Regions from separate parts of the Mus musculus genome. Here region 1 is linked to region 2. Evidence: chromatin contacts called from public HiChIP or PLAC-seq data. All regions are on one chromosome and are shown on one strand. Each heading gives the region's core, a stretch centred on a gene start, on an enhancer-like site or on the middle of the called end of the contact. The rest is flanking DNA. Distances are from core to core; before and after follow the strand shown.

Region 1 (2,700 bases), core at 51-2,550, 440 kb after region 2:
AAATCAAGATGCATGAACTGGCTTATAACTTCTGGCCAGGTTTCAAAAGCAAAAGGCAAACAAAAACAAAACAAAACAACACAACACAAAAAACCTCCTTCCATTAGAGAATCTCTAAGATAATCTTCAAAACTGTTAAAATCCAACTCAAACTTTTTTTTTTTTTTGAGGCTCCCAAGAGTTGAATTTAGGGCCTCACATGCAAGGCAAGCTTTTCCCAGAGTTCTATTCCCAGTTCCAATTCTAGAGGTGCTTTCTTTCTGTAGACCAGGCTGGCCTTGAACTGGGTTTAAAGGCATAGGCCACCACCGCCAGACTTTTTTTTTTAATCACGCCCATTCTTCATACTTTATTTAAGTATTGAAGAGTATCTGTGCTGTGAAGACAGTATTCCGCTTAATAGTTGAGAATACCTAGGAAAAAACTTTTTCCTTAATTCTGCATTTCCGTATCTAAAGAGTCTGTGTGTTGCTTGCCCGATAGAGGTCTGGGGAGCAGGGCAGAGAGACTTCGCAGAGATGTTCGAGGCCTCCAGGAAGGACAGCCAAGTATAAGGTACTCGGTTCCCCACTTCTGAGCTGGAAATCCCCGAGCTCAGGCCCCGGTTGCCGCCCAGTCCCAGTCCCAGACCCAGCGGGATCTGGCTCGAGGCGCCTCCCGGGATCCGGAATCCGCCCGCGACCTTGCGGGTCACTGGGTGGCCAGAGGCGCTAACTTAGACCCAGGTGCGGATGGGCGAGTCGCAGAGTGGGCGGGCGCTTCCCTCAGCCACGTTCGTCACCCCGCTACCCCCACCCCGCGCCGGTCACATGTATACGCCTTCCGTCGCCCCCAGTGCCGAGCGCAGCAAGCCACGCGGAGGCGGAGCGCGGGAGGCGCCCAGGGCAGTGGGTCAAAGCTCTGTAGGCAGAGTGGGTGGGGCCAACCGCCGCGAGCCGCCGGCAGCCAATCATCGGTTCCGAGGGCGTGGCTGCGCCGCGCGCGCCGCGCCCCGCAGCGCCCCCTGAGGGGCGGCGGCGGGAGCTGGTCCGGCTGCGCGCGCAGCGGTGGTGGCGGCGGCGCGATCGGCCGGGCTGTAACCGTCGTTCGTCCGGGAGCGGCTGGAGCGGCAGCAGCGGCCGGGCACGGCGCGAGGCGACGCCAGCGGGCAGCGGCGGTAGCGGGGGCAGCGGCGGCAGCGGGGGGGGAACACAGCGGCGGTCGCGGCAGCAACAGTAGCAGCAGCAAGACGGACTCGTGGACACGCGCCGCCGCCGCCGCCGCCGGGCCGGGCCGGGTGTCGCGCGCCGAGGCTGGGGGGGAGTCGTCGCCGCCGCCGCCGCCGCTCCCGCCGCCGCCGCCGCCGCCGAGGTGACTGAGGAGAGAGGCGCCTCCTCGCTCCCGCCTCCGCCGGCCTTCAATGCCCAGTCCCCAGCTTGCCAGCGTGAGTGCGCCCCTCCCGGGCGGCCCCGCGCGGCGCCCGGGCCTCGGGCAGGGGAGGGCGGGAGGCGCCGCTGCCATTAGAGCAGGCCCGAGACACGTCCCCGGAAGGAGGGCCGGGCCGGGCCAGGGGCGGGGAGCGCGGCTCGAGGTGGGGTGAGCGAGCGAGAGAGCGAGAGAGCGTAGAAGAATGCGGGAGAAGGTGCGTGTGCGGGCAGCATGTGTCCTTGTGGGGGCGAAGGTGTGGTGAGAGCGAGTGGGGACGAGGAGGAGCGTGGCGGACTAGGTGGTGTGCAGGGGTGCGCCTGCGTTTGTCCGGCGCGTGAGCACAGGCATCCTGGAGGCCCCTTGGTCTTTGTGTTGATAGGGAACCCTTCGCGTCCAGGGACTTAATTCACTCAAGCGTGGGATCCCTGAGTTGCAGTCAAGTAAGAGAAAAGGGTCTGAGTCTCCCGTGACGCTGATCTCTGGCGTTCTTTCCCCTTTTCGTAAAAATGTATTGTAAATTTATGAATTTCCAGAGATGTCTTTGCCATCCTCCCCACCCCCATTTCCCAGCGCTAACCATCCAAGCTTGACTCTTGTCCCGGAGTCTGAGTTTTAGCCGGTAAAGTATTCGGAAGCGTAAACTTTTTTTTTTTTGGCAAATGCTCAGTGTTGAGGTCAAGGCTATTTAATGAGGTAAGCCGCGGTATCTTTTATCTGTGACTCTCTCGTATCCTTCTGCAGAAAAGCGCCTAAGAAACGGTCATAAATATCGATAAAGTGCCATAGTTTAGTTTCTGCCCTTGGATTTGTCACGAAGTATAAAGTGACTAATCTAGCGTCATTGTAGGCATTCAGCAAATGTTTCAGTTTGGAGTCGCTATTGCTGGATTAGTATATGGTATTTACTTGCTTCCCCGCTCTGTGTTACTGAGCTGTTTCAGACAGGAAGTGAGAGAAGTTGAGCCTTGTTAGTGTGCAAGAGGAAACTAAGACTATAGAAGAACTCACATTATCAGAGCTTCGTTTTTTGATCCTGACACTCTTAGTTTTGGATCGGATGATCGGAAAGAATTGTTAATGGACTTTTTCTATGGGGGATGCAGAAGAAGTTCTTTTGTTTCATTTGTTTTATTGGACTTTTAGAAGTTCCAAATAGGTTCTTGATTTGGTATCATCTCAAATGCTTCATAACAGGTTGGCTTTGAACTCTGATCTTCCTGCCTCAAGTCTCTCCCAAGTGTTAAAGGTATAGGTATATAAGTAGGCTGAGTTGGGGATTTGAGATGAACTGTT
Region 2 (2,700 bases), core at 48-2,547:
TTTAAAACAAAGAATAAATAGGTAAATAAAAGTGCGATTTAAGTGATAAAATCAGCGAAGGTTTTGGTACTTTGGAGACTGTTCCGGGACGCTGCAAGAACAGGGCGCCTTGGGGGGCTGCCACGTCTCAGCTCCCTGCCTAGGGATGAGACTCCCTAACCATTAGCGTTTTATTTTTCCCCCTTTCCCCTTTGCTAGGTAGAATAAACAGCCGGAACCCGTAGCCGTCTCATAAGAAATTAAGTGCAATATTTCGTCAAAGTGAAACCACTCCATTTACTAAAGTTCTGCAAATAGAAAGACTTCTAGGTGTTGGCGGCGTGTGTGGTTGGGTGCCCGCTAGGTGTGAATCCTATTCCAAACACGTCTCGCAAAGACGTGGATTACGAATAACCGCACGGTCAAGGGCGAGTAAGCGCGCCAGAGCGCGAAGGGACTAAAGCCGACAGTGTCTCCAGGTGGGAGATGCCAGGGACATTCTGCCGCGGGGCCAGCTGGGGCTCCATATTTCTGCCCTCGGTTCTAAGCCCAGAACTGTCGCGTCGTGATGGAAAACCAGAGAGTGGAGGGCGGAGTGAGACCGCCGGGCTGCAGCGCCCCGCGCCCCGCGCCCGACGTCTGCAGACACGCCCGGCCCCGTGGCGCCGCCTCGCCGCCGCGGCCGTCAGGAGGCTCGGGCGCCTTCCCGCCTTTCCCCGGGCCGGGCCAAGGCTGGCGGCGGGGCGGGCGCGGGCGGCGACGGTGCAGCCATTGTCCCGCAGCCGCGCCCGGGGCCGCCGCCGCCGCCCGCGTCTCCTTTGTGGCCGTCGCCGACCCTCGGAGCCGCCGCTCTGCGCCCCCGGCTGCAAATGGCGCCGGGTGCCCCCTGCGTCGCCCGGCGCACCGGCTGGGGTTGCAGTCCCGGGGCGCACCCCGGCGGCTCCGCCGCCCTCCGCCAGGCTCTGGGCCCGGCCCGCAGCCCCGACGCCCGGGCCGCCCTCCTCCCGCCCGCGCCCGTGCAGCCACTTACCGCGGGGCTCTAGCCGCTCGCTCGCTCGCTCGCTCGCGCGCGCGCGCGCTGCGGAGCGATTCCCGGTTCCGGGTAGGGGAAGCAGCCCCTTTCCGAAGCCGAGGCTTTGCGCCCTAAAACAAGTAGCCCCAACGTGGGAGAAACAAAAGGTATTTGCTGACGTGGGCGTTGGACAGAAACGCCCGAGGGCTGAGGACACAATTAAAGGGGCAACGCACAGATTTCAGGCACCAACCAGCAGCTTCGCCCACTCCCCCTGTCCGTGCCCACGCCCGACTGCACCCTCCGCAGGCACTAGGGCGCCCAGGTTCCCCAGCAGTTGATTGGGGATCATTCTTTTAGTCGGGAGCTTAAATTTTAAAATTGTACTTTACGTTGGGAAAGGCGCCTCCGGAGGGCAGAAGGGCTGGATTTCTAATATGTGGAGATATTGGTTCAAGGAGAGAGGGAGGGACTTAGGCGTGCCCACAAATACTGTATACATGTGACATTATTGTACTTAAGTTTAGCGACGTAAAATGGGAGAGAGTTCCACAAAATCGCCCTTTGACGAAGCACTTAATTTCAGTTATAGCCTTTTAGAAACCTCTGTAGGTCCCCATCAAGCCCTTTGAAGAGGCAAGCCCGGAGGGGCTGAGATTAAGAGGCCGTGATTCTTTATATAAAACTAGTACAAAACAGTGTTTCGTGTTTTCAAATATAAAAATTGGTCGTAAAATCAAGTTTCTCTTCTGACGTGACCCTAATATTTATGGCACACAAATATCAGGTGATACATTTCCTAAAATAGTAAACCGCTGAATTTTCATACTGCTTAAATTCCACAAACTAAATTAGTTTTCTACTTCTTCACGCTGATTGTCAAGTAATGCGGAATGGGGGAGAAGATTCAAAGTCTCAAAGCATGCGTTTAATATTTTGAGGCGTTCCTCTCCCAAGCCTCAGTCAAGCCCATCAGGGTCCTATTTCTCCGATCTCCTCACTAAGTAACTATGTATTCGAACATCATTCTCTCTGAGAATACAATACAGTCATTTCTGAATGAAAAAAAAAAAAAAAGGAGAAATAAAAAGGAAAGGGACATGCCTGGTCCTAGGTATAGTGGAGGAGAAAGTTTATTATAGATATGTGGGAGAGCACAGCCAGAGGCAGGAACATCTGGGAGAGTACAGAGTGAACTGAGCTGTGCCCTGTGATGTGGGGTGGGGGAGGGAGGAGAGAGAGCAGCAGAACCAAGTACAGCAGGAGACCCAAATTACAAAGAGGGTAGGGAGCCAAAATGGTTGGATTATATAGGGAAGAATAGCTCAGCCCCCTGGACTGGAGGATTCAAGCTAGGGGGCCGGATATGCCAGCCTAGAGGACCCTGTAACAGGTATTGGACTGAGGGATGCTGGGAGAACCTGGTGGCCAGGTCAGCTTTGACATGTTAACTAGGCACCCCAGCTATTTGTCCCAGGTTTGACACCTAACAGTTTCTTAATGTCACACCTGTTTACCCCAGGGGTGCTCTGTGATTAAGATTCGTTTCCTGGACTTTTGAGGTAATGGGAGATAATGGAAGGAAAGGTAGACCAGTGCTTATTTGAAAATCACTAGGACAGGGCTGGTGAGATGGCTCAGCGGTTAAGAGCACTGACTGCTCTTCCAAAGGTCCCGAGTTCGAATCCCAGCAACCACATGGTGGCTCA

The links. HiChIP or PLAC-seq counts read pairs in DNA pulled down with a chosen protein or histone mark.
Region 1: a contact with region 2 is called in an H3K27ac HiChIP or PLAC-seq map of microglia, with 8 times the contacts expected there. The contact joins the promoter of Ptp4a2 here to the promoter of Zbtb8a in region 2. A contact is called at or near these places in 1 of 39 promoter capture datasets (pre-B cells) and 3 of 115 datasets of contacts at active chromatin or transcription factors (memory CD8 T cells, microglia and pancreatic cancer cells).

The regions. Positions count from the first base shown.
Region 1 is chr4:129,819,179-129,821,878 of GRCm38.p6, forward strand. Ptp4a2 (protein tyrosine phosphatase 4a2) reads left to right here and starts at 1,301. Exons shown (of 6, transcript NM_008974.4): 1 at 1,301-1,423.
Region 2 is chr4:129,376,731-129,379,430 of GRCm38.p6, forward strand. Zbtb8a (zinc finger and BTB domain containing 8a) reads right to left here and starts at 1,298. Exons shown (of 5, transcript NM_028603.4): 1 at 1,010-1,298.